Regions from separate parts of the Mus musculus genome. Here regions 1 and 3 are each linked to region 2. The links are chromatin contacts, called in public Hi-C maps. All regions are on one chromosome and are shown on one strand. The core of a region is the stretch at or near the end of the contact, and the rest is flanking DNA. Distances in the headings are between cores, read along the strand shown. Region 1 overlaps Lrmda (leucine rich melanocyte differentiation associated). Region 2 overlaps Lrmda (leucine rich melanocyte differentiation associated). Region 3 overlaps Lrmda (leucine rich melanocyte differentiation associated).

What was found. Hi-C and Micro-C count contacts between places; a contact is called where the count stands out from the background.
Region 1: a Hi-C map of uterus shows a contact between it and region 2, with 2.7 times the contacts expected there. The contact joins two enhancer-like sites. A contact is called at or near these places in 2 of 484 Hi-C or Micro-C datasets (cortical neurons and uterus) and 1 of 9 other capture datasets (embryonic stem cells).
Region 3: a Hi-C map of uterus shows a contact between it and region 2, with 2.4 times the contacts expected there. The contact joins two enhancer-like sites. A contact is called at or near these places in 2 of 484 Hi-C or Micro-C datasets (nephron progenitors and uterus).

The regions. Positions count from the first base shown.
Region 1 is chr14:22,050,378-22,054,004 of GRCm38.p6, forward strand. The region is part of intron 2 of Lrmda (leucine rich melanocyte differentiation associated); the gene reads left to right. Gm41107 (a long non-coding RNA gene) reads left to right here. Exons shown (of 2, transcript XR_874399.2): 2 at 1-3,627. Among named protein-coding and RNA genes, the nearest start is that of Gm41107, 21 kb to the left of the region's middle. Within about 2 kb of position 2,089, at least 34 of the 459 cell types and tissues checked have an H3K27ac peak or open chromatin away from gene starts, as enhancers often do. A contact at or near this core is called in uterus, where this site is marked.
Region 2 is chr14:22,362,838-22,366,587 of GRCm38.p6, forward strand. The region is part of intron 2 of Lrmda (leucine rich melanocyte differentiation associated); the gene reads left to right. Among named protein-coding and RNA genes, the nearest start is that of 4930405A10Rik, 180 kb to the right of the region's middle. Within about 2 kb of position 1,839, at least 9 of the 459 cell types and tissues checked have an H3K27ac peak or open chromatin away from gene starts, as enhancers often do. A contact at or near this core is called in uterus, where this site is marked.
Region 3 is chr14:22,744,447-22,748,396 of GRCm38.p6, forward strand. All of the region lies in intron 5 of Lrmda (leucine rich melanocyte differentiation associated), which reads left to right. All of the region lies in intron 1 of Gm30926 (a long non-coding RNA gene), which reads right to left. Among named protein-coding and RNA genes, the nearest start is that of Gm30926, 55 kb to the right of the region's middle. Within about 2 kb of position 1,930, at least 45 of the 459 cell types and tissues checked have an H3K27ac peak or open chromatin away from gene starts, as enhancers often do. A contact at or near this core is called in uterus, where this site is marked.

The DNA of each region.
Region 1 (3,627 bases), core at 839-3,338, 310 kb before region 2:
CAGAGATGATTCAATAATAGCTCAGTCCCCAAGAGAGAAACCCATGTAGGGACAGGTGACTACAACCCAGGGAAAGGACGGATGGGATGCCCACCCACCCAGAGAGTATGGGAAGGCTTCCTGGAGTGGGTGTATTTTGAAACTGAATCTGTAAAGAGGATCAGGGTAGACCGTTTGGGGGAGTTAGACTGAGTCTGTAGGCAGGAAGGTAAGCCCGAACAATGGCAGAGAAGGAAGTCAGAGTCAGGGCTATACTTGACCTGGCAGGAAACTTTCCCGCTCTCTCCATAGCCCTTCTCTATAACCTGTCTTTCCAGTGTTTTGAGACAATGTCTCATGTAGGCTAGGCTGCTCCAGAGCTTGCTGTGTAGCTGAGGCTGACCTCAAATGCCCCATTCTTCAGCCTCTCCCTCCCATGCTGGATTAGAGGCTCCACACCTGGGCCTCACTTGTCATTTGACCCCTAGCAGTCTCTGGCTTGTCCAGTGACACATCCAGAATCTCAAGTGTCTTGGTTACTGTCTCTGATCCTCAAGATGGTCCATAGCAGACTTGTTGTTGTTGTTTTGTTTGCCTCATCTCTTCATTCTTCCATGTTTCCTTCTTGAGTTTCTCCTATCTTTGAGTGGGAATCAATCAGGATGTCCAGGAAGAAAGAAAGAGGGGAAACACAGGACACCAGGTGTTCTTGGCAGACAGAGAATGTTAAAGACCCCTGTAGGCAGCTTGTGAGTATCAGACATCAAACTTGTGACTCTCCACCTTCCCTAACTCCTATTCCTGTTACCTTATTCTCCTCTTTGCTTCTTACTGAGGAGCCCCAACTCATTTAGGTTTAGTGCAAATGGCTGATAAAGAAGGAAAAGTCTTCAAGGAACATCTCCAAGCTTCTGGGGACGATCCTGGTCTGAATGTTTAAGTGTCAGGCATCCTAGGTCCAGCAAAAGAATTTGTTTTTAGTGGAGAGGTAGGAGGGGGACTTAGGGTCTCCATTATCATCTCAAAGGTCTCATAGGTGCTAGTGGAGAGGTAGGAAGGGGACATAGGGTCTCCATTATCATCTCAAAGGTCTCATAGGTGCTAGTTAATCATTTGGAAGCTCCTTTGCTCTCTGTTGTCTGTAGTTAACCCGGCTCTCTTTGAGGGATATGGCTGGAAGTGGAGGAGACTGTGCTCTGTGAGTCAGGAGTAGAGAAAGACGCTCCAGCAGGAGTCTAGCTGTACTTTATGTTTTCAACGCCATCCGGTCACTAAATGTTGGGGATATGGACAGTTGGCAGTACCTTCTGTTGACAGAGTTCTTTCTAGAAGGGACCCTTCCAGAATACAGATTTTTCTCAAAAGTGATACCCTGTGTGACTAGACAAAAACCTTAGCTAGCTGACAGTTCCTCTTGGCCATGGCCCTGCAAGATCTTGTGGGTTAGAGTTTCTTTAGGATTTTCCTTTTTGGTCCAGTGAACTTAGAATAAAAGGAAACTTTTTTTTCTCCCTGTTATGATAGTATTTTTTTTTCCAGGAGGCCTTTGTGGGAATGTTGGGCACAGGGTTTGGTGGGGGGAAGGGTAGGAAAAATGAATACCAAGCCCCAAAGGGGATAGTGTGGGTTGGGTAGGTAGGGGTTTGTCTGCGTTATTGGTCCATGGCGCCCATCCAGCCTGTGGCCTCTCTCACACAAAGCCATCGTTCTGATTAATGGCATCCGTGCCTCGGAGGCATGGATTGTATTAGACCTTGTTTAACAGTTCCCTCTATACATCCACTTCCCCTGGAAGTGCACCAAAATAGGAGGAGAGGAAAAAAAGGACTGAGAGAAAGACGCTACATTTGGACAGGGTAGAAAGGAGAGCCTTTCTTTCTTTTTTTTTCTTCTTCTTTTTTTTCCATAACTGCTTTCTGTGACTTTCTGGAGGCTTCCAGGCTTTATCGTCGCAGCGCTCCTCTGGGAGAGCCAGAGGGGAAGTGAAGACAGACATCTTGGGAAAGAAGATGGGTTTCCCTGCCAAAACTGGGAGATGGTGCTGGCTCTCTTGGCTCCTTAGAAACTCCAAGAAATCTGCTGACATTTTAAAGGAAAAGAAAGAGAGGCTGGGGTGGAGGGTGGTGATTTATGATGACATCACGTGTTGCCCCAGCAGATCCTGTAAGAGGAAAATGGCTTTTATAGCGAGCATGTTGCAATAAAGAAACACTGAGTCATGGGGGAGCATCATCGATTGAAATGCCTTTACTTATCTGCTTTATCTACTGCTTCCCTGGACCCAACCAGAGACCGTGGCAGCCTCCGGGGCCTTGCTGCAAAGAGTCCTGAGGCTTAGGAGCCTGAGCCCAGCCTGAATTCAGATTCTGCATGCTATTTCCCTCTGTTCAACGTCTTCCTGATGACACCTATTACATCTGGTGTTGCTCCTAGCTTCCTGTCACGTGCAGGTGTATTACATCCTATGTGTATGTGCACACACACACTCATGAGGGTGTGTGTTGGGGCTGGGTTATGCATCATGAGGTAGGCAGTAGAGGAGGGGGCTGTGAGAGGAACCAGCAGTGTCTTTGCTTGGCTTAGAGCTACAGAACAATGCGGGGCTCATGGAAAGATGGGGCATGGTGTCCATGCTTGTGCTGTAAAGACTGGATAGGTTGATGTAGCTTATGGGAACAAGAGGCATGCTAAGGTGTGTGCCATGCTAACCACTCACAGGATACCAACACTAAACCACGGTGACAGAAGGGTCCTGGAGACTTGTTTGCAAGAGTTCTACCTTCCTCATTCTTGGGTGTGACCTCTCCTTTTGCATGATGAACTTTTTCATCTTTCTCAAGATTCGAGTGCCTTCTTGCTTTTGTTATTGTTGTTGTTGTTTACTTTTGTTTTTCCTCTATCAACATGGTCTGAGGACCAGGTCTGAAAACTTTTCAGATGAAGGCCAAGTTGTCAGAATAATTTCTGATATGTGTTTGCATACCAGTGAGGGTCAAAGCATAAAGCTAGAGGGTAAAAATCTTCCAGAGAAGTTCTGGCCATTAGGAGGAGGGAATCTGGGTGTGTGATAGAGACTGGGGTCTATAGGAGGGGGGGCGCCTGGGTGTGTGATAGAGACTGGGGTCTATAGGAGGGGGGTGTGTGATAGAGACTGGGGTCTATAGGAGGAAGGACCTGGGTGTGTGATAGAGACTGGGGTCTATAGGAGGGGGGCCTGGGTGTGTGATAGAGACTGGGGTCTATAGGAGGGGGGCCTGGGTGTGTGATAGAGACTGGGGTCTATAGGAGGGGGGGGACCTGGGTGTGTGATGGAGACTGGGGTCTATAGGAGGAGGGTGTGTGATAAAGACTGGGGTCTATAGGAGGGGGGGCCTGGGTGTGTGATAGAGACTGGGGCTCTGTTTGAGGAACAGGTGAATGGTTGTGCAATTATGTTGGAATGCCATCTTTTCTTCTCTCAGTTTGCTGTGCTTGGATCTCACTTCTGTGGAGGAGATCCTCCTTATTGGCTCCCTTGGATCTGAGCATCCCCTTTGCTGTTTCCCTGGAACTGTCAGGTCCCTGGAGGGCATAAGTTTGGGAGTCTTTGAAAAGTTTGGGAGTCATGAGAAGGGCAGTTATTTCCAGAGTCATGGTTAGGACATCCTT
Region 2 (3,750 bases), core at 589-3,088:
TGGACATGGCGAGTATTTAGTTTAAGCTTCTTGGTACTTTCTCTTATGCCTGTCCTGGAAACACAGCATCCTATTGTCTTTCCTCCTCACGTTGAAATGAAGCATATTGTTTCCTTTTAGGATGCCATTAAAAGTCGATGGTGACCTTTACAGTGACTAATAGTTTTCATGGGACTTTAATTGTGACTTTTTCTTTTTCCTTTCCTTAGACAGAGCAGCATCCGTCTGCTTCCTGCATCCTTTGTATCACGGAAATCAATAAAAACAGCCGCCTTTTGTTGATGCTATAGGAGATTTTATGCCGATGACAAGGGATTTGATTTAATATTCTCTTTAAATAAGATCAACACTGCTGCAGTTATAAATGCTTCGAAAACCTGTCAAGCACATCAATGTGGCATGAAACAAAAAGTTAGCAGCCTGCTCTAAGTGAGCATGTGCAGCAGATCTGGAAGATATTTACGATTGCGTGTTAAAATATACACATTTAGAGATTGCTTTCTGCTCTTTGGACCATGAGTAGGAAATGCAGACACGAGCATTTCGTTACTGTTACCTTCTAAACTGCAAACTTTCTTTGCCAGTTAATGATTTTCTGGGGCAAAGCTGGATGTGGCGACATGATAGAAACAGGTATTTATGATCTGTGATGCAATTCTTAGTGAGTATGGATTTACAGTTAAATGGTGCAGTGGGAGCCCAGCTGGCAATTATTGACAGGGCCTCTGGAATCTATATTTTGTTTGTTCCCATTATTTACACACACTTTCTTTTAGAGCCCAACTACCTATGTTGGCTGTGTTTCCTGCTTTATTTGAGAGGTGAGTTATCAGGCTTTGCAATTTGGGGACTTGTATTCTGTACGACCAGGGATAGGTAAGGCATGTTGTACCTATGGCTATTGCCCAATATCTTGCCATTTTCATTGAGCTAGGCGCCTGTCATAGGCGTAGTCCATCTCCGTTTGTCTCTGTTCTTGGGGACCATTCAACTTAGGAATTAAGGAGCAGGTTGGGAAGAAATGATTGGGGTGACCACATATATATAGTCTGTGGTAATTCCTGAGCCCTGGGAAAACCCAGCACATAGTACTTCCTGGACATGAGCCACTGTGGCTCTTTAAAGAGGACAGTTTTGCCCAGAGAAGTACCAGATCAACATGCATGGCATCATGTTGACAAAACAGAAGACAGCAAGTGTCTTTGAAGTGAGCTTGAATGGAGATTCTTTCCTCCAAAGGCCAATTGGAACAGCTGTGCCCCGCTGGCACATATACAAATTCCATCCTCATTTGGGTTGTATGTGCATGCAATCTCAGTGATCCAAAGTTCATCCATCGTGAGTCCCCACTGGAAACCCATGTGTGGAGGACAGGGCTGTATGAGCACTACTAGCTCAGCCAGCTTTTGTTGATGACAACAATCAAAATAGGACTTGTAGTTATTTATCCTAGACAATCTCTGGTTGGTCAAAGTGCTGAATCTTCATTATCCCAAACACTGCCCTGAAAGCTAAAATGGGCAGAGCTGATCCAAATAACTCATCTGTTTGTCACCCTGGAATGCATTCTGACTTCGGAATTTACATTTCTGTTTCTGTTTGAATGCTGGTAGCTTTCCTTCAGTTTTAGTCCCACATGTGGAAACCATCTAGAAACACCATTTGTGTGGGAGAACTGTGAAGAGCTTCCTTCTGCTGGGCCCAGGATGCTTGAATGCCAAGATGCTGCCTTTCTGTTTTGTGGGTGTGGCTTTTACATGGAACAGGAGTGACTCCCCAAAGCGCATATTAAACTTGCCCCCACTCCTCATTTTTGGGAGACTTTTTCATAGTCTTGAGTCACTTGCCAGACCACACATCGTCTGTCATCTGCCCAAGGTTTTTGTCGTTTTGCAGGGGATGAGTGTAAACTGAGAAAGCCTCGCTGCTTGCTTTCCTGGGTGGTATTTATGCTGGCGGAGTGTTCCTCTCTGGGATTTATTAGTTAATGACTTTCTTTTCAGTAAACATTTGCAGTATAGTCAATGTGCCCTCTTGAAGGAGAAACAGCTTGGCAACCTTGGAGGGGTGTTATTGGACTTTGCTATTGTTTTCAGTTCTTAGTCACTCTATTTCCACTTCACCATTCAGCTATCCTCTGCCTTGCCTGGCCTCAGTGCCACTGCCTGGAACGTTGGTGTTTTTACTCTAAGACAGAATCCCAGTGGAGTGCAGGCAGCTGGGTGACACAACCAGATCAAAACGCTTTGAATTTTGAAAATGATTTCCCTCTTGGTACTGAGCCCAGTGATAAAAGGAGGGCAGTTGTCATCGAGAAAACAGTGCTGTACGCAGCACAACCTTTCCAATTAGCACACTTAAGACATATGTTAGGGATGACTGGAGTTGGGTGTTACAGAGTGAAGTGCGGGTAATAGGGTTTTACATTTTCATGTTTCTGTTGTTTTTTTCCCCTCCCATTGCAGTTTTAGGAAAATTGTTGCACATTATGGAAGCTCCTAAGTGCATTTTTAACATAGCTCTTTCTGTTTACAGTAATATCTTCCAAAACAACACAAGTCTCTTTCGTTGTGTACTCTCTCTCTCTTTGTGTGTGTGTGTATGTTTGTCTGTCTGTCTGTCTCTCTCTGTATATGTATATGTGTGTCGTTATCTGTCTCTCACAGAGAGACATACACACACATACACACAGGCACACAGACACACACACACAGACACACATAGACACACATAGACACACACAGACACACACACAGACACACACACACAGAGACATACACACACATACACACAGGCACACAGACACACACAGACACACATACACAGACACACACACTTTCTCCAGTTGGTTTTTTCAAGTGGAAGGAGAATAGTTCATCTGTTTTTCTTAGTTTCTCTGCTTCTGGCCAGGCCAGACAACTCTCCTGGTGACCCTGAGCATGCTACTAAGGAACTGGATTTGATTCAGTTCCTGAACAAGATGGTCTTTTAATGATCATCAGACTCAAGCTCCTAATAAGTCCATAGCTCAGGATACACACAGACATCCTAAGAGACTTAAATCAGGTGTTGACCAGGGACATAAACCAACATGGATGGGTGATACGAACGTGTTGTATCAGCCTTATTTACACGTGTGACCTACTCATTTGTAGACTTGGATGTATGGGGTGTGGCTGAGGATTAGTGTGTGACTTTTGAATTCAGCACCAGGGCTGGGATATTTGTGATGATGATAGTTGGGTAAAGTTGTGACAAGTGCCACTTCTTCACTATTTCTCCTCCTCATCTCCTTCTGTCTGTATGATAAAATCATACTTTCTTTCTATCACGAAGTTGTATATGCATTGTTTTGTTAATTCAGTGGGGGAAGAAATTGTCTGGATCATTTCTGGTTCAAAGATTTGAGATGAATTAAGCATCATGTTTCTTAGGAAAAACTCTAATTAATGTCTTTTATTGGAAGAGCAGCATTATAAAATATTGAAGAATTTGTTCATATAGATCTCTGAACAACTGTGTTGACTAGAGCCATCTCCCCAACAGGAGACCTACATTGGTCTTAGAGAGCTTAAGAGAAATTATCATTCTTTTTGTTTTGTTTTAAGCTACTGAAACGTGGGGCTTGTTAGTACAGCAACATCCACTTATTTTGGTGGTGGGCTAATTAGTGTTTATTTAGTATTGTGTGCTTAAAGTAACTTATAATATTAATCCACTGAGTCACTGGTATAATCCTTTATAAAAGAT
Region 3 (3,950 bases), core at 680-3,179, 380 kb after region 2:
TCAGGCTGCCCAGAGATCTGCAGGTTGCCCAGGCGGTCAACATTCTTGCCATATGGCTGGTGTGGACACTGGAGAGCAGGGCAGATGTTTAATAGGAATTGTTGGTCGTGATTAAATCCTAAATAGCCACATACAGTCAAGACTGTGCTCAGAGGGAGATATTGAACCTTCTAAGACCTTCTTAGAAATAGGATCCTAGAAAGCAAAGCTTTGGAGAAAGAAATGAACTAGTCCCGTTGGTAAGTGTGGGAGCTAGGAAGTACTTGGGCTAGATTCAGGATACTTGGATCCTTTTCTTTGATAGCTGCTGTCAGCACCTAACCTGAGTGACCTGTTGTCTTTGACATTGACTGGGGTGCCTAGCCAGTCCAGAGACTCAGTCTGCTCTAACTAAATCACTTGCGTTTCCCTGAAATCCAGCAGCACAGCAGAGCTGGGGGTCAGGGGGAGCTGCCTCTTACAAGCCCATCAATCATTGCCTATTGAGTCAGTTGTCCCCACAGAGAGGAAAGTTGGCATCAGAACCAACGCTGTTCAATGGTGCTGAATCAAAGCTCAAAAGCATCACCCCGCATCTGAAGTGACTGTGGGTCTGTCGGTAAATACTAGGAGAAAAGACTTCCTTGGCTCTAATTCTAGCTCTCGGTTCTACAAAAGTAGATAAAATCTGTGGGAAAGATGAGTAAACACCATTAATTAAATGAGGTATTTATTCTTGGCTTAAATTAGAAAAATTACTTTAAGAGCAGAAAATCTCAATTAAAACAACCAGCCTGATTTTATTTTATTTTTCACTGTTCAGAAATGGGGAAGAGAGCAGGAGTAAAACAAATATATATTTAGGGATGACACCATCTTGGCATTTCCAAGCTTTCGTTTCTAAATATATTCTTTATCTGAGCTGTCTCCCAATACTTTTAATATAATTAAAAGCACATAATGAGTGCCAGACTTGTCAATTCCAACAACAAAGTGCTGAGTTTTGCAGTGAAACTGAGAGATCCATCTCCCACACATTGTAATGAATAGGTTCATAAAAGGAAAATAGTTTAATTACATTTTAGTTCATGGATTGTTAATAGGCTGGAGTATCTAAATTGAATAATGTGATTCTGGTAATAATTATGTGTAAATGAACTTGTTTAAATGATATTTTACAGCTTCTTTATAAAATTACAGCTAGAGGCAATCCAGTGATAGACAGACAAAGGCCATGCAAAAATTATCATAAACTATTAGCTTGTTTGCAAAGGGTTTTATGTTAATCTTTTAGTACTTAAAGCAATCTGCAATTAACATATCATGGGGAGCTGCCTCAGAGCAAAGGCATGCAAATTGAAGTGCTTAGATAAAAAGCCATTCATGTTGGGGGTGAAAAAGAGAGAGAGAAAGAAAGAAAAAGGAAAAAAAAAATCAAAGAAAGGGTGGTAAAGTGCTCAGAGGGTGCTGGTTGTATATCTGAGATTAGGGAGGTGTAATGACTGTATTATCTAACTATGGTTGTAATTAAAGCGTTTCTCTTGCACACATGACAATAGACACCACATTGATTTCAGGGTTTTAATTGTGAAAGTCATTTTATTTCAGGGCACAGGATAGGAATAGCTTGAATCAAAGGGCTAGAAGATTGCTTTGTTGATAATATGTGTTCAACAGCTGCCTGGCTGCTTAATACACAAGTGGGAGAAGGCAGCAAGAACCAAGTGGGAAGTGCTGAGGATTGTGAGTCTCCTGCTGGCTGCCTTTCCTTTTATGAAAAAGGCAGGGAGCTGGGTACTGAGTGTAAACAAACAGGCTTTCAAGCCTCACCCCTTCTTTCCTCCCTAACTTGGCAGAACAAAAGAAGTCTTCAAGGGCCCTGAACTAACTCCCCTTGCTGCGCCTGGGAAGCAGCAGAAGCTTATGCCAAGTCATAAAACCATCCTCGCTGGTGGAACTAGCACCTCGCTAATGGAGAACAAAGGTCTGTGAGGGGCTGTGGTAGCTAGGATCACACGTACCCTCCTGACAGGCACAGTTGACTGGGAGATCAGGTTATTTACATTACATTACAGTTCTAGCCACAAAAATCTTGCACTCTCTTAGTTTGAGTTTAAGGGGTTCCTTATCAGAGTCTATATACAAATTCCAAGTGGGAAATTAAGTGAGGGAAAGAAAATCACGTCCAATCCCAGAGCAAAGGGAAGACTAGCAGGGAAGGGAGCTAACTCAGCCGGGACTTTCTGCAGTATCACATCCATCACATCCATCGTATCCAGGGGTACTTTTTTTTTCTTAACAGTTCAAAGCACTGGTGAAACTAGTGAATTCTTTCCTTGCTACTCATCTGGAGAACAGCATATTTAAAAGTGTGACACTGCTAAATAATAGTAGACATGGTTTGCAGGTAAGTGTACCTTTAACTGATACAGTTTAAAATGACCAGAAACCAAAATGTAAAATAAAATAAAATGATGATGATGATGATGACAATGATGATTTATTTAGTGAGTATTGTCCTAAGCAGTACTCAGTTTGTTACTGACTCCTCATAACAACATCAAGGAGGTTCATGGAATGCTCTCCATTAAAAAAATAAATAAACAAATGGTACTACTAATAATAACAAAACTAATAATAAATAAACGGAAACCAAGGCTCAGAGAGACCAAGAAAATTGCCCAAGGTTGCACATCTAGTCAAGTGGCAGGTGAAAACAGAGGGAATCTTCGATCCTTTGGTAGTCTATAAAGTCCCAGAAGCCTATTCAGATTAGTGATTTATAAATAGAAAAATAAAAATATTATGAGAAAGCAGAATAATCTTCTTAAATATCTTGCTATAGAGATATGTAGGGGGTCAGTTTTGGTGATGTGAACCTTTACTCATAGCAGTCAGGAGGCTGAGACATGAGGATTGCTGTGTTCAAGATCACCTTTGGATATATAGTGTGTTCCAGTCTAGTCTGGGCTATCCAATGAGACCCTGTATTAAAGGAGGAGGTGGGGGAGAGAGGGAAGAAGGAGGAGGGAGGAGGAAGAAGAGGAAAAGCAAAAGAGGGAGGGAGGCAGGGAGATACAGAGTGAGGGACGGATGGGGTAAAATCACAGCTTCCTGATTTCTTCATTCATGGGATTCTTTGTTGATGCAAAACCAATATCTGAAAACCAATCCAATAGATGCCGTCATTCCAAAGAACTATGCTATCTGATGCAGTTCAGATACGGTCAGCCTATTTTCCAGTTCCAAACTCCTGGCCGACCTGACCTTGTGCTTAGCACTTTTTGTCATCTCTGTCTGCCAGCTCATTCCAGGTTGCATTCTTACATGCATGACCTGAGATTTCTCCATGAAAAAGAAGCCTACACAACCATGGTTCTAACATTTTTTTAGCAGAAGAAATCTTGGTTTAAATTGCATCTTCTAATGATCGTGAATAGGTAATGCGATTATGACATCAACATGGCCAAAATGCATGTAGAAGATTGAATATCTCAGGTTTCCCTCATATTCCACTGAAGTGCAGGAGGGCTGGTGAGCACTAAGGTTCTGGTCAAGCAGTTAGGGAATGCCCTGGGGAATGACCTCAGCACTCTGGCTTTCCATGTGGCATCACAAGGAAGGAAAGGCAGACTTCCAGGACCAGGACACTTGCCACTCACAAGCTTCGTGACCTAAGACACACGTGTTCCCTTATCTATAAAAACAAAACAAAAGAATTAACATCGCAGACAGTTGGGATGGCTCAATGTAGTAATGTTTATAAAATTCTTATGTAGAGTGTGATGTAAGACTATGCTTGATCAGTGATAGATTTATTATAGTAATTTATGCCATTGGCTTTCTAGGACTACTATAATGAAGTACCGCCATATGAAAACATATTCTTTTATATTTCTAGAAGTCAAAATGGTGTCAGCAGGGCTCTGCTACTTCCCAGATTCTCTAGATCAGTGGCTAGATCAACCTGT